Regions from separate parts of the Mus musculus genome. Here region 2 is linked to region 1. The links are chromatin contacts, called in public HiChIP or PLAC-seq maps. All regions are on one chromosome and are shown on one strand. Each heading gives the region's core, a stretch centred on a gene start, on an enhancer-like site or on the middle of the called end of the contact. The rest is flanking DNA. Distances are from core to core; before and after follow the strand shown. Region 1 overlaps Ppard (peroxisome proliferator activator receptor delta). Region 2 holds the start of Tead3 (TEA domain family member 3).

Evidence for each region. HiChIP or PLAC-seq counts read pairs in DNA pulled down with a chosen protein or histone mark.
Region 2: an H3K27ac HiChIP or PLAC-seq map of microglia shows a contact between it and region 1, with 3 times the contacts expected there. The contact joins the promoter of Tead3 here to the enhancer-like site in region 1. A contact is called at or near these places in 4 of 115 datasets of contacts at active chromatin or transcription factors (embryonic stem cells, microglia and pancreatic cancer cells) and 3 of 9 other capture datasets (adipose tissue, liver and pancreatic islet).

Annotation. Positions count from the first base shown.
Region 1 is chr17:28,291,051-28,298,655 of GRCm38.p6, reverse strand. It overlaps Ppard (peroxisome proliferator activator receptor delta), which reads right to left. Exons shown (of 8, transcript NM_011145.3): 4 at 3,161-3,315; 5 at 1,432-1,570; 6 at 177-379; 7 at 1-72. Among named protein-coding and RNA genes, the nearest start is that of Fance, 19 kb to the left of the region's middle. Within about 2 kb of position 4,000, at least 86 of the 459 cell types and tissues checked have an H3K27ac peak or open chromatin away from gene starts, as enhancers often do. A contact at or near this core is called in microglia, where this site is marked.
Region 2 is chr17:28,348,046-28,355,650 of GRCm38.p6, reverse strand. Tead3 (TEA domain family member 3) reads left to right here and starts at 4,846. Exons shown (of 13, transcript NM_011566.4): 1 at 4,846-5,042. Tulp1 (tubby like protein 1) reads left to right here. Exons shown (of 15, transcript NM_021478.2): 14 at 1,797-1,968; 15 at 3,649-4,136. The coding sequence ends at 3,782.

The sequences.
Region 1 (7,605 bases), core at 2,751-5,250:
GTTCACCAGCTGTTTCCACACCAGGCCCTTCTCTGCCTGCCACAGTGTCTCGATGTCGTGGATGACAAAGGGCTGAAAACCAGGCCCATCAGAGGCCAGGCCTGGGGAAGGACGGGGACCCCACCCTCGTGTCCCCTGAACCCCACCTCATGGCTGGGCTGGCCAGTGACACTCACTGCGTTGTGGCTGGACTTGCCGGTGAGGATGCTCCGGGCCTTCTTTTTGGTCATGTTGAAGTTTTTCAGGTAGGCGTTGTAGATGTGCTTAGAGAAGGCCTTCAGGTCGGCCAGCTGGGGGTTGTGCTGGCACCCCTCGCTGGCAGTCAGCCCCGCCACCAGCTTCCTCTTCTCGGCCTCCGGCATCCGTCCAAAGCGGATAGCTGCATAGGGGGTGGGAGCCAGTCATGGGGGGCCGGGCCAGCACCCCTCCTCTCCCCTGCTCCTCTCAGGTGTGGAGGTGAGGGGGATCATCCTTTAGGAGCCAGGGGCCCCCAGAGGCCCCACAGTCAGCGGGGAAGCAGCTCCATGATGAGAGCCTTTGCTGACTCCGCCGGGGGCTGGCCAGGCATGGCAACTAGAAAGATCCTGTGGTGACCAGGGCCCATGCCTGAGCTCCGGCTCTTTACCTTTCCATTTTATGGCTTTTTTTTTTTTTTTTTTTCCTGAGACAGGGTCTATCTGTGTAGCCCTGGCTATCCTGGAACTCACTCTGTAGACCAGGCTGGCCTCGAACTCAGAAATCTGCCTGCCTCTGCCTCTCGAGTGCTGGGATTAAAGGCATGCACCACCACGCCCGGCTATATGGCTTTCTTCCTTCCCTGTCTTTGTAGGTCAGGGAAAATGGAAATCCTTTGCACTTACTAGGACAACCAGGGGCATTCACTCTGGGCAGAGGTGCGGGCTGGAGTGGTACCTTGAGGACCTGAGGCCACTGAACTCATATGAAACAGCTGGGGGTGAAGAGGCAAACAGAGGTGACTCCTAGGAGCTCCCAGCCAAGGAGAGAATGGCAGGAGGCTCCCAGTTCTCTGGAAGCCTGAGGCAAGGATGGCTCCTGCGAGTCTCTGGCCACCAAGAAATTCCTAACTGGGTCCTGGCTGCTGCCTACCCTCAACAGTTCAGGACCGGGGAACCCTGGCCTCAGCTTTGCCTGCTGTCAGGCACAAGTGTGGGGAGCAGTGTTGGCAACCCCATCCCTGCTGGGCTTGTCACTTGAAGCAGAACAGGGTGAGCCACAGGCACAGAGAGCTAGCTGGTGCCGGCCCAGGCCTCTGAGGTCCTGGCATTTGTATCAGCCATCAACAGCAAGTGCACACACCCATCCGTGCCAGGGGCAGGTGCTGGGCGCCCTCTGACAGAATGGGACCCTGGGTTAGCTGTGCTGCGCAGGCGCCCTTTGGGGTCCTGAGACAGACTGCGCAGGCGCCCTCACCGTTGTGCGACATGCCGAGTGCCAGGCACTTCTGGAAGCGGCAGTACTGACACTTGTTGCGGTTCTTCTTCTGGATCTTGCAGATCCGATCGCACTTCTCATACTCGAGCTTCATGCGGATTGTCCGGCGGAAGAAGCCCTGCGAGACCAAGGACGTTAGCCTGCGCTGCCCCAGAGCCCAGTGGCACGTAAGGTCACAAAAAGGCTGAAATTGGCAGTGATGGGGAATATTTTTAAAAAAATGATTTATTTTCATTGTTGCTTTGCTTGCATTTATGTATGTGTGAGGGGTATCAAAAGGTTTTGAGCAGCCATGTAGGCACTGGGAATTGATCCTGGGTCCTCTGGAAGAGTAGCTAGTGCTCTTAACCAATGAGATTGCTCTCCACACCCCAGGGGAATTTTGTTTGTTTGTTTGGGATAGGAAAGAAGAAAAATATCCTTAATTTAAAAAATTAATTTATTTTATTTATGTGAGCACACCATCATTGTCTTCAGACACACACCAGAAGAGGGCACTGGATCCCGGCACAGATGGTTGTGAGCCACCATGTGGTTGCTGGGAATTGAACTCAGAACCTCTGGAAAGCACTCAGTGTTCTTAACCACTAAGCCATTCCTCCAGCACCCAAAAAAATTTAAGGGCTAGGTATACTGGTCCATGGCCTTAATCCCAGCTCTTGGGAGACAGAGGATCTTTGTGAGTTTAAGGCCACCTAGTTTACATAGTGAGTCCCAGGATGGCCAGGGCTAAACAGTAAAACCCCGTCTCAACAAAACAAACAAAATTAGTAATAATTTATAATTATAACCCTTCTGTTTTCATAAGAACTTGGTTTATTTAACATTTATTTATTTATTTATTTATTTGGGGGGTGTGGGGGGCTATGCATGTGAAGGCCAGCAGACAAGAATTGGTTCCCTCTTTCCAGTTGGTTCTTGGAAACGGAACTCGGGTCACCAGGCTTAAGGCAGCAGCTCTATCCGCTGAGCCATCTTTCCAGCCCAACTTTGAGCTGATCTTCTTGCCTTTAGCTCCAAATCCCTAAGATTACCGTGTATAGCACCACACCCAGTTTTTGTGGTGATGTCGCTCAAACCAAGGGCTTCTCCCAGGCAGGCAAGCACATTTCCAACCCCATATGGCAATTTGAAAGATATACTTTAATGCATGTGTGCCTGCGTGTGGGCGCATGTGTACCTGTGTGTGGGCACGTGCACGCATGTTGAGTGTGGGTGACTTCAGGCCAGAAGAGGACTGGAGCTGGGGTAATAGGAGATTGAACCACCAGACATGGTTGCTGGAAATCAAACTCGGATCCTCAGAAGAGCAGCAAGCGCTCTTCAGCACTGAGCCGCCTCTCGCCATCCTTTCAGATGGCGCTTTGTGAAATTCTGATGGTGTGTCGTTAGAACAACTTAGAAGCATCACTCTCTTGCCAAAGATCCTCTTAAGACCCAAGGCCCTGGAAACTGACTTCAATGGACACTCAGCCCAAGCTTGCTCTTTCCCTGCCTGCCTGCTGGAGCCCAGGCCCCAGAGCTGGCCATCCACAGCGTCTGAGTGGATAGCTGGGTCAGTAGGCAGGTGTCCATTTGGACACCTGTCTTTTCTTCCCTTGGATGACCCAGAGCTCAGGCCTCTAAGGAACCAAAGAGCTTTGCTGGAGCTATTTTCGGGGTCCTACCTGAAGCAGGCAAATCCCCACGCCCCTCAGTCCATCTGTACCTTGCACCCCTCGCACGCGTGGACCCCGTAGTGGAAGCCCGAGGCCTTGTCCCCGCACACCCGACATTCCATGTTGAGGCTGCCGCCTGAGGCCCCATCACAGCCCATCTGCAGCTGGTCCAGCAGGGAGGAAGGGGAGGAATTCTGGGAGAGGTCTGTGAAGACAGGACGGAGGGGCAGTTAAACAATCAGCTACCAGGCCTACAAGCCAGGTGGGGGAAGGAAGAGCTGCAGCCTAGAGCTCAGCTGAAGAGCTCAGCAGCCATGGGCTGTGTGACTGGGGAAAAGCTTCAAGGGCCCAGCCTCCTCTCCAGTTCAGGGTCGGGGGAAGCCCCGCTAGGCAGGCAGCTGAGCAGCTGCCGCTCACAGCCTCCCTGACTGGGAGAGGAGGGGGCCTGGTGGGCTTTGGGTAAATAGCATCTTCAGTGGGTCCCGGATGATGGTGGGGTGGAGTGTGTCTGTTGGGAACTGTGGGGGTGCGGAGCTCCGCCCAGCTGGCTCCCATCCCAGGAGTTCAAGTCTCTGTGGACCCCAGGGTTGCTGTCAGGACTCTCCCAGAAGTCCTGCTGGAGTGAGCTCAGGTGCAGCACCAGCTTGCCCTGTTCTACTGCGTACACAGAGGTTTGGGCTGAGGTTTCAAGGCTGGCAAGGACAGTGGGAGGCTGTAACTGCACGGTCACAGGGATGGACCTGCTGTCACACAACTGTCTAGACGCCAGCGAGCCTCTTCTGAGTCTACTTTGAGATTTAAGGAGGAGACAAGCGATGAGACTGGCTTCACAGTACTACCCATCCACTTCCGTTTGCTGGCCTTACTTACAGTCTGGGCTGGCTCCTGGGGCTGCAGACTCACTTCCTCAGAGACAGGCACCAACTCCCCAGACCAGTGAGAGACACTCAAGCAGGAGAGAGACCACAGCCACGTGATCAGCGCAGACCAGCACTCCCAGCCTGTACACTGGCCACAGCAGGGGAACTCAGGCAGCAAGGGACCATGGGGGCTATAGCCATCCCAGACGCTAAAGTTTGCGTGTGTTACATAAGGTCATAAGTGGCCTGGAACCCTAGTTCAGGACGACTGTCATTCCAAAGGTATAAATGCCCTCCGGCCCCAGCTGAGGAGAGCTGATCCCCTCATTTTCTCTGGCAGGCCCTCCTGGAGGGTAAAGCAGCTTTGGACTTCCTGGTAGTTTCACCAAGGGATGGGGATGGGGTCTGTGCGTTCTCATGTGGGCACACTGACGCCCAAGGCTGAGAAGTTGTGGATACCAAGCTCATGGCAAGCTCCCCAGCTCTCTGGGTCTGTGCTCTCCACGGCAAGCCCCTCCTGTGCAGGCAGGGCCAGGAGAAACCCGGTACAGCCTCTTGTCTCCCCACATCCATGGCTGTCCTGGAGTGCTCTCTGGCTCGGGGATGGGGTGGGGTGTCTGTACACCTCCAGAACCCTGTGATTAGCCAAGATAACCAGGTCCTACTGGCTACCCGAGGTAGGCCAGGGGAATTACTACCACAGAGAAACAGGCCCAGCTCACCAGTGAGTGGTGGAATGCCTCAGCTTGAGTGAGGGCTCCAAGCCATGTGTAACTTGACACACAAGGCCAGAGAAGCAGGACCTGTGGGGACGGGTATGGCGTCATCTGAGTATGTGTGCTGAGTGGATAGAAATAGTGTCTGGGTGGCTTTTCCAAAAACAATGTTTCTGCTTCTTCCTGGCTGGCCACTGGCTTGAGGATTTGTCCTCATACCACCACAATATCACACCCAGGAGAATGACCCCACTGCAGGCACAGCTCCTGGAGGTGATGGTCCTGTGCCTTCTCTGTTACACCCTGATCAGAGTGTGGCAGATCGGTGACTGCACAAGTGGACGTTGGGATTCTATAAGACCCTTCTTCACACAGAACACTGCCCCAAGCTCTTCAGGGCGAGGGTGCAAAAGGTTGGGTCTGCTCTGTGGGCACTATTTTCCCTTCCTGAATTCTCTCTTTCCTCTTTTTTTTTTTTTTTTTGAGACAATAGCTCTTGTGACCCAGGCTAGTTTTGAATTTACTATGTGACTGAGGTCAGCCTTGAACATGCATGCATGTGTGTGTGTGTGTGTGTGTGTGTCTGTGTGTGTGTGTATCACTCCTCACTGTTGTCTTTTTTTCTTTTATTTTCTTTTTGAGACACAGTTTCTCTGTATAGACCTGGTTGTCCTGGAACTAGATTTATAGACCACACTGGCCTCAAACTCAGAGATCCTCCTGCCTCTGCCTCTTGAGTGCTGGGATTAAAGGTGATGGACACCACGCATGACTTCCACTGTATTTTTTGAGTCATGGTTTCCCACCAAACCAGGAGCTCTCTGCCTGGCCTGGCTGACTGAGCAGTGAGCCTAGGGGTCTCCTGTCTCCTAACCCCAGCACTGGGGTCACAGGTCATACGAACACTCTGGATTTAGTTCTAATTCCAAAGTTTTTACTTTCTTTCTTTCTTTCTTTTTTTCTTTATATACATGTGTCTGGGTTCTCTCTCTCTCTCTCTCTCTCTCTCTCTCTCTCTCTCTCTCTCTCTCTCCCTCCCTCCCTCCCTCCCTCCCTCCCTGAACATTTGTGCATGCAGTGCCCATGGAGGCCAGAAGAGGGTACCAGATTACCTAAACTGGAGTTATAGACAGTTGTGAGCCACCACGTGGGTGCTAGGAACCGAATCTGGTTCCCCTAGAGGAGTGGCAAGAGATGTTAAATGTGGGACCGTCTCTCGGCCCCTGATTCTAATGTTTAAAACTGCATTTAAGTTTATGTATTTGCGTGTGCACATGTAGGGGCCGGGGGACAACTTTGAGAAGCTTGTTTTCTTCTTCCACTGTGTGAGTCCCAGGATCAAACCCTGGTAGCCAAGCTTGGCAGCAAGCGCCTTCGCCCTCTGAGCCACCTCACTGGCCCAGGCCTAGCTCTTTCTGTGAGTGCTAAGTATCTGAGTGCAGGTCCTCATGTATGTGTGCAGTCATTTCCGTAATGGCCTTAAAGCTCTGTTTCTGCCTCCTTAGCCTCCCCACTGCTGGGGCCACACCTGCAGCACAGCAGGTTAACACTCTACCAACTGAGCCCCATCCTCAGCCTCTTTTCTTCCCTTGACTCACAGTCTCATTTCTGGAGTCCAGGCTGGCCTGTAACTCAGCCTCCTGGGAACTGGGACTATAGGCGTATAGTCACACGCCTGGTCATAGCATAGATTCTGAATGTTGACTAAAGGCCCGGATGTTCAAAGCTTGTGGTGCTAACGGGAGGCAGGACCTCCCGCTACCGTGGTCACTGGAGGTGAGCCTTAGAGAGGCACGTTGAACCCTGTCTCTTCTTTACAATGCATGACTCACCATAGACCCCAAAGTAGTAGGGTTGGCTGGCTGGGCTGGAACCTTCAGCATTGTCTTCCTGAATAAAGCCTTTCTGTTTAAGGCTGTCTGTATGAGGTATCCTGACACATCAATGGACCTAACACTCCTCTCACTCCTGCCTGCTGCTCTTAGGAGATACCTTTGTTCACCTGATACGCCTGCAGCTGGTCCCAGAATCCCTGCCAGGGGCCTGAGACACCTCCCAAGGGTCTTTGTTTACCGGGAGGAACAGGAGAAGAGGTGGCTTTTGCCAGGCCCCACCTACTAGCCAAGGGTCTTTTTGGATTGTTTGGGTCTGAGATGGTCTAATTAAGTAGCCTGGATTAGTTGTGAACTCACGGTGCTGCGCCTGCCTCTGCCTCCCAAATGCCACCATGCCTGGCTCGTTTCATTTTGTGCAAGGTCACTTGCTGGTCGTGCTTAGGACTGGGACCTGCAGCAGAGGGTGCACTGGCACTGCCTGTGTTCCAGAACTCTACTGGGTACTGCCCATCCCTTCCTTCATGCAAAGCTTCGAAATAACCCTTCAAGTCAGGCACTGTGCCCCTCTATAACAGGCGGGAGAACTGTGGTTGATGGGGTTAAAGATAGTGGTGAGGACGGCTTTCCTGATCTGGCTGCGCTGTGATAGCCAGGTTTCCGTTCACAGGCTAGTCTGCATTCATTTAATCCCAGGACTTAGGAGGCAGAGGCAGGTGGATCTTTGAGTTTGAGACCAGCCTGGTCTACAGAGTGAGTTCCAGGACAGCCAGGAATATATAGAGAGACTATCTCAAAAAACAAAACAAAACAAACAAAAAACAAAACAAAACAAAAAGGAGAGAAAGATAAAGACGTGACTGTCATCTAACTCAGGAGACTGGAGTACAGAGTGCTAACAGTTCAGAATGCATGTGGCTCTCTGTCTATAGGCGAAGGCTTCGAGAGAATGGCTGGGTCCTCTTTCCTCCTGGAAGAGGGGACCCCACCTCCATTATAGCTCTACACACACACACACACACACACACACACACACACACACCCCTCCCTTTATTGGGTCTGTCTATCTGGGAACCCCTGATCGGGG
Region 2 (7,605 bases), core at 3,597-6,096, 56 kb before region 1:
GCTGGAGTACCTGTGGAGGAGGGTAGACTACAGACAGGGGTGGTGACAAACAACCAAAGTCTGGGAGATATTAAGTGCTAGGGACGGGAGGGGGAGCAGAGGGGACGGCAGAAGCAGATGCCCTTCATACAGGTTTCCAGCGCAGGCCTCAACGATGCAAGGTGAGCGATCCTTAGTGCCTGGGTTCTAGGTTCAGGGACATGGCATTCAGAGAGGAGAGCCAGTGTAAGGAGCCTGGGGCAGAGGTACCTGATGGGTTGAGGGGTCAGTAGGGTGACCATCATGGCTAAAGGTCATGGGGGCCAAGGTGATTCCTAGGAGTAGAAGGTGCCTGGTTAACTGGCTTTTGCTCTGAGAGAAATGAGGAGTCATAGTAGTTGATTTGGGGCCTTTAAAGAGGCAAAGTTGGAGCTGGGCAGTGGTGGCGCATGCCTTTAATCCCAGCACTCGGGAGTCAGAGGCAGGCGGATTTCTGAGTTCGAGGCCAGCCTGGTCTACAAAGTGAGTTCCAGGACAGCCAGGGCTATACAGAGAAACCCTGTCTCAAAAATTCCAAAAAAAAAAAAAGAGGCAAAGTTGGAGCATGTGCAGTGGGGGTAAGAGGGAAAACTAGCCCTAAACGTCCTGTCCTGGGCTCTGTGGTTCTTGTAGGCCGGGTGAGCCTGGGATTTCAGAGACTGATGACTGGCATGCTCTTTGGTGACTGATTTCCCTTTGCTCCTTCTGGTGACAAGTAACTGCTGCTCACGCATCCTCCCTGCAGGCTGTCCCGGGTGGACAGGCCGTCCCGAGAGGCCAAGCTGGCCAGGAAGCTGAGCCTTACAGGTTCCCTGGGCCCCACAGTTGCTTCTTCTAAGCCCATTCAGTAAGAACCAACATGGAAATGTGCCGTAACAGTGAGGGTGAGACATGGGCTCATTTGGCAGAGAGCTCGCCCAGCAGGCAGGAGGAGGTGCTGGGTTCCATTCCAGTACCACAAAACCTAGGCTTCATGGTTCATGCCTGTGACCCCAGCACTCAGGAGGTAGAGGCAGGAAGATCAGATGATTAAGGTTATCCTTAGCTACACAGGGAATTTGAAGATAGCCTGGGCTATATCGGACCCTGAAAACACACACACACACACACACACACATACACACACACACACACACACACACAAAGGAGGGTTTAGAGATATCTCTGTTTGTAAAGTACCCATCGCATAAGTCTAGATCCCGAGTGCAGAGGGTGCTGGGGAACACCCAAGCAAAAGTTGAGCACAGCTCCTGTAACCCAGCACTGGGCAGGAACAGATGGGTGGATCCCTAGAGGCATTGATCACACAGGCAGTGGTGGCGCACGCCTTTAATCCTAGCACTTGGGAGGCAGAGGCAGGCAGATCTCTGAGTTCGAGGCTAGCCTAGTCTACAGAGTGAGTTCCAGGACAGCCAGGACTACACAGAGAAACCCTGTCTGGAAACAAAACCAAACCAAAGGCATTGATCACCCAACTTTGCCCAGTCAATGAGCTGCAGGTTCAGAGGAAGACTAAAACTGGAAGGTTCTAGACCACCAGGGGCACAAAACTCCTGTTGAGTTCCGGCTGTGCCTTTCCACTCTCTCACTCTCTGCCAGGGTGCCAACAGGGCTTCTTCTCAGCAGGGTTCTCCCTGCATCTGCTGATGCCTTCTGTGGGTGGTGTGGCAGTCCAGTCTGAACACCAGCCCACAGATCCACACATCCTGGCCCCTGAGCAAGCCCAGCCACCTCTAACCACCCTTTCTTTCTTTGTCCCCTCTCCTCGGGCACTCCAGGCCAGCGATGGGCTGCTAGTGCGCTGGCAGAACAAGACCCTGGAGAGTCTCATCGAGCTCCATAACAAGCCGCCCATCTGGAATGAAGACAGTGGCTCCTACACCCTCAACTTCCAGGGCCGCGTCACCCAGGCCTCCGTCAAGAACTTTCAGATTGTGCACGCTGATGACCGTGAGTATCTGAGGGCCACCCAGACCTTTCCCCACCAACGCCTAACCTCTCCTACACATACCCAGCTCTTTCCCTCCTTCCCTCCCAGGACCCTTGGGTAGGTGCTGGGATATTCCCAATGGTACCTTGATGAAGGGAAGGATGCTGGAATCTAGAAACCACCCTGAATCCAACCCCACTGGATGGACTAGGTGAAGGGACTCAAGGCCACACAGAGGATACGAGAGAGTTACTTGTTATCAAGATGATTGGCAAGACAAGGTCTCACTATACTGACTTGGCTGTTCTGAAACACTATGAAGAACAGGCTGGTCTCGAACCCACAGAGATCCCACTCCCTCCCCAGTGCAGTGATTAAAGGCATGGCCACCATGCCCTGCTAAAATAGAGGATTGTCCTTTAAGAGCAGGGACTATTGGGCTTCGGGTGGAAGCATACATCCCCTTGTGTGTTTGTGTGTGCACCATCAAGGACAACCTACAGGAGTTAGCTCTCTCTTTCCCTCTGAGCACTGAGAGCCACTTTCAGGTCATCAAACTTGGCGGCAAGCACCAAGAGACCGGACGGAATATGGACCATGCATTTCTAAGTGTCTATTACAGTTTTTTGTTTTGTTTTGTTTTTAGGGTTTATTATTTTTATGTGTATGCCCGTATGAGATATGTGTACTCTGTGTGTGTGCAGGTGTCCACAGAGGCCAGAAGGTATCAGATCCCCCTGGGACTGGAGTTTCAGGCAGTTGTATGGGTGCTGGGGAGTATGTGCTCCTAACTGCTGAGCCATCTCTCCAGCCCCCTGCCTCGGCTCACAGACTGCCTGTGAAGACTTACTGAGGGAAGCGAATGTCCCTCTCAGAAGCCTGGGCCAAAGGTCTCACCAAGAGTACCACACAAAGGACTCTGGGTTAGAAGGACTGTCCCTCCTGTCTCCTGACCTTGGGACTGATCTCAAAGCCAGTTCCTGTAGAAGCTTGGTCTGCCATCAGACCAGAGCTGGGGTAGAGGGTTGGTTGGTTGGTTTGATTGATTGATTTAAGGTAGCCAGCTTCATCCTCAGAGAGTTTCAGGCCAGAACATTTGGGAGGGAGGTAGCAAAAGGATTAGGGGAGTTCAAGGCTAGCTTTGGCTACAAGAAGTCTAGTCTCAGAAGAGATAGAAAAGGGAGAAAGGGGAGGGGGGTGGCTGATTGATTGCTGCTGATAGCCCTGATCAGAACGGGAGAGGCCTGAGTCCAGCGCTAATGGCTAAGGGAGGGAACGCCTGGGGTTGGAGAAGGGTCTGAACTGCGGTCAAAGGTTAGCCTTATGGGCAGGCCAGAGGAATGAGGCCAAAAGACAACTGAAAACTCGGTGAGGGAGGGTTCTGGTTTGGGCAAGTTTGACAGGGTCCCTCCCTGTACTGCTAGATTACAGGTTTACTGTAGCCCCAGGTGGTGGATGATAAGGCAGGGCCCCTGCCCTGCGGACTCCGTGTGACAGACCCCGCAGGGCCCCTGCCCTGCGGACTCCGTGTGACAGACCCTGTAGCGGCTGGGTTGGGCTGATTGGATGACCCAGAACGGGGAAGGTGGCCTGAAGCTGCATGGGGGCTATGACTCCACATCAAGGAGCAAGACCTCGTTTTGTTGAGGGGTTGCCTGTCGAGATGGGGTCCAAGGTCACCCCACGGTCTGTCTTCACAGCTGACTATATAGTGCTGCAGTTCGGCCGCGTGGCTGAGGACGCCTTCACCCTAGACTACCGGTACCCGCTGTGTGCTCTGCAGGCCTTCGCCATCGCCCTCTCCAGCTTCGACGGGAAGCTGGCCTGCGAGTGACCCCCCACAGCTCCTCAGCGCTGGGAAAGCATTCGGTTGGGGGTGGCAAGGTCCCTCCCCCACAGCTCCCATGGAAGGGCTCACCCCTCTCCGTGACCTCCGGGCATTTCCCCCCTCCACTCCCCCAGCCTGGCACCGGCTGAGGCAGAGGGGATGGAGATGAACATCTGGTCGCCCAAAAGTACTTGCCTCGCCCCCTCCTCCCCAGTCACTTCCTGTCAGAGAGCCGGAGTCAGATGTTCGAGGCCCCTCCGACCCCGCGCTGGGGGGTTTGTAGGGGGTGGGGAGGGGACGATGGTGAAGCAGAGCCAGGGACCCACATCCCCAATAAAGTCACGTCCGAGGCTGAACGCATCGGTAGTTTCTGGATTCATGTGTGTAAACTCAGGTGCCTGCGTTGGCCCCGCGCTCCCGCGTCCCCTTCTGTTCTATGGAACCTCGTCAAGCGCACAGGGTCCGGGCCCCCGACTCTCCGCCAGTAGGGAGGAGAGGGAGGGCCCTAGAGGTAGAGGAAGAGGGAGAAAGGGAGAAATTCGAGAAACAAGCCACTCGGGGAGAACCAGACAAACCGGGTCCGGGCAGGGCGGAGCCAAGTCTGAGGCCCCGGAGTGGGGGGCGGGCTCTGGGCGGGAGGGGAGCTGCAGAGGCCTGGGCTGCCCGGGACCCGAGTAGAAGGGTGGGGAGCCCGAGACCCCGTGCGCGCTCGGGTCATTTGGATGCGGAGGACGCGGCTCCCCAGGACCCTAAACACCTCCAAGGAGTTCAGCCTAGGGGGCAGAGCTCTCCTCTTGGCTCCGCCCCAGACCTGATCCCTCTAGATTCAGCGGAGTACCCACAAGGGGGTTGTGTAGGGGAGGTGGGAACTCTGAGACGACGAGCGAGGAATGGGGTGCGCGGGAGTGTGAATCCACAGCTACGGGCGTTCTTGGGACTGGGTGGTTAGAGAGACAGCAGGCCCCGGCCCGCCTTAGATCACTCCCCCCAAATAGCACCGCCCACCCGTGGGCCCGCCCGCCGTTGGCCCCGCCTACCGGTCCCGCCCCTCCCGCCCGCAGCCCCCACCCCCCGCCCGGCTCCCTCAACACAAACTTTCCGTCCCGCTCGCTCCCTCCTCCGCGCCCAGCACCTCCCGCTCCGGCCGGGCTCATTCCGTACATTCCGGCCATCCCCCTGCCCACGACCCCCCTTCCCGGCCCCCCTCACTACTCCCTCGGGCCCGGCGGAGCGGCCCGGCGGAGCGCCCCCCGGAGCTCGGAGCAGGTAAGCCCGGGGAATGCAACTCGGAGGCCTCGCGCGCAGAGGTGACTGCTCTGCTCGGGTGGCTTCTGGATGGCGGGGACCCGGGACACTCTAGGGGTTCTGAGCTATTGTCCAGCCCGCGCCGGAGCCCAGGACCTGGGTGCCGGGAACTTTGGAGGGAAGGGGGGAGACGCTCTCCGGGAAGCCCCGCCCACCCACCCCACCCCCCCGCGACCCGGAGGCTGGGAAGCCCGGAGTGTCCCGGGTGCCCGGGCCTGGCCCCGCCGTGTGCCGGGGTGTGCGCCCAGAGCCGCGGGCTTGGAAGGCCTGCGCCGGGACTCGTATCCGGGGCGCCCTTTGGACTCCCGAGAGCCCGCGAGCCCCGGGCTCCACGCAGGCCTTAGCCAGGGCGCGCCGGTGTGCGCGCTGCTCGCGGCTGCGCTGGGACCCGGCCCGGGTGTCTGGAAGCCACAGTGTGAGCCCGGAGCGTGTGCGCACCCAAAGGCGTGGGGGGACGCCTGTCCCCTACAGTTCTGCCGCCCGCCTCGGGGCGAGTCCCAGCTCCTTGCTCCAGGAGCCTCGCTCGGGACGCGGCTGGATTTGGGGCCTTCCCCGCACTTCTCCGGAGAACTTGTTAAGGCAATTGTGGGCGACAGGGCTTCCCTTCCCACTCGGGTCCTCTCCATTGTCTGTCACGTCTTTATTCCTGCCTGGGAAGGGAGGCTGGAGCGCTGATGTGGGTCTGTTTTCTAGCCCCAGCAGGCCTTCGGGGCAGTGTCACTTTAGCCCCTACTCTACCCGCCCCCCCCCCCCCCCCCAACAGGGGCCCTGATTGAGGGCTTAGTTTTTTAAAGAGCAAGAGGGAACGAACGAAGCCTAGGGCCGGGCTTCTCAGGGCCTGTGTCCCTCTCTCTGTATCTCGAGCTCTCTCCAGGTAGGGGCAGAACCAAGTCAGGCCTGGACTTGTAGCCTAGCCCGGAGGATGGCGGTGGGGGCTGGACACAGCTTTGAGGGACTGGTGTCCATGGTGGCTCCGTGTATTTGAACTCTCGTAGCCTGGATCTGTACACACAGGGTTTTGCCTCAGTGCTGGGGTCTGGGACACCCCTACACTCACAACCAGCTGCGGGCTGCTGCCAGGAGGGAAAGCAGCTATTAGTTGAAGGTGTAAGGACTATGCCTCTGCCCTTCCTAGTCCCCAGACCTCCTTCTCCTGACACTTGTTAAAGCAGTTGAGGGCATCCGGTCTTCCCTTCCCACTCTGGTCTTCCCCGTTGTCTGACAAGCCTTTTCTTCCTTCATGGGAAGGGTGAGGGTCTGTCTACTTATCCCTTGGGCCAAGAGTGGACAGGAGACTGAATTACCCCCCTCCTCAGGGAGGGGCTGGAAGCCAGGCCTTCCCCACCTCCAGGGAGGGAACTGTAATTAATGCTAATTAGCACTTTGGGGAACAGAATGGCCAGTGGTTGGCAGGAAATCTTTTGAGTGCACACACACACACACACACACAGGTGTGTGTCTATCCAGAGTCTCTCATCCACCATCACTGAATTTTTAGACCCTAACTAGTTCTGCTGTCGGGAGAAAAGAAATACGCATAAAAAGATAGCTCCACCAAGGGCAGGAGCTGGGTCTCTGGTTTGCTGCCCACTGTATTGGTAGCTCTTCAGGTGCTTGGTCCCTCATCCCACAGGCCCATCATGGAAGCTGAGCCTAGAGGGGTCTAGAGGGATGGGTGGGTCGCCCGGGACAGTGCAGGGAGGGCTGGGAGCAGAGTGTGGGGAAGGGCATGTAGTCAAAGCACGGTGGCCTGAGACAGAACTGAAGGGCCAGGGGAGGCTGTGTGTGGAGTTGGGGATGCTTGCCCTTGTAAGTGGGGTTCAGAGGTCACTGGATGGCTACTTAGAGCCTTTCAGGGCCCCCACAGTTCCATGTAGGAGCTTTTGCTGGAACAGCAGCCACCAGTCCTGTCCTGGGTGGATCTGGAGAAGCTGAGGTTCGGAGGGTGGACTCCTGTTTGAGGAGCAGTAAAGGGAAGGCCTGACTGTCACAGTGTTCTGGGGTTCCCAGGAGGTTCCCCATGGGTCTCGGGAGCCTGAGCCTGTCACTGCTGGCCTGTGCTCACTGTTGCGGTGCTCTGCGTGCTCCAGACCCTCCGGAGGCTAGAGCGGGAGAATCCAGACCCAGGTCCCCAGAGCCTGAGCCCTTGGGGTTTCCTAGAGTGTTGATTGTTTCCTGGACTCCCTGCCAGGCCTGAAAAGACAGGAAGTGATAGACGGAAATGGGAACACAACTGCTGGTGTGACTGGATTTGAGGATAGTTGAGGACCATGGGGGTCATCTGTGTGGGCCACACTGTGCAGGGGGTGTCTGTGTGGGAAAGGACCCAGGTACAGTCTCTGGGGCCACAAGTGGGGAGAGTGGGCGATGTGCCTGAGAGCCACGTCCTTCATCACTGTGGTCGTTGGAGAAACTGAGACCTTGGGCTGGCTGGCTGTTAGGAGAGACTGCTCTGAGGTAAGATTGCTTGTTGTCAAGCTAGAAATGGGATGTCCAGGACCCATGTGGTGTAAAGAGAGCCTGT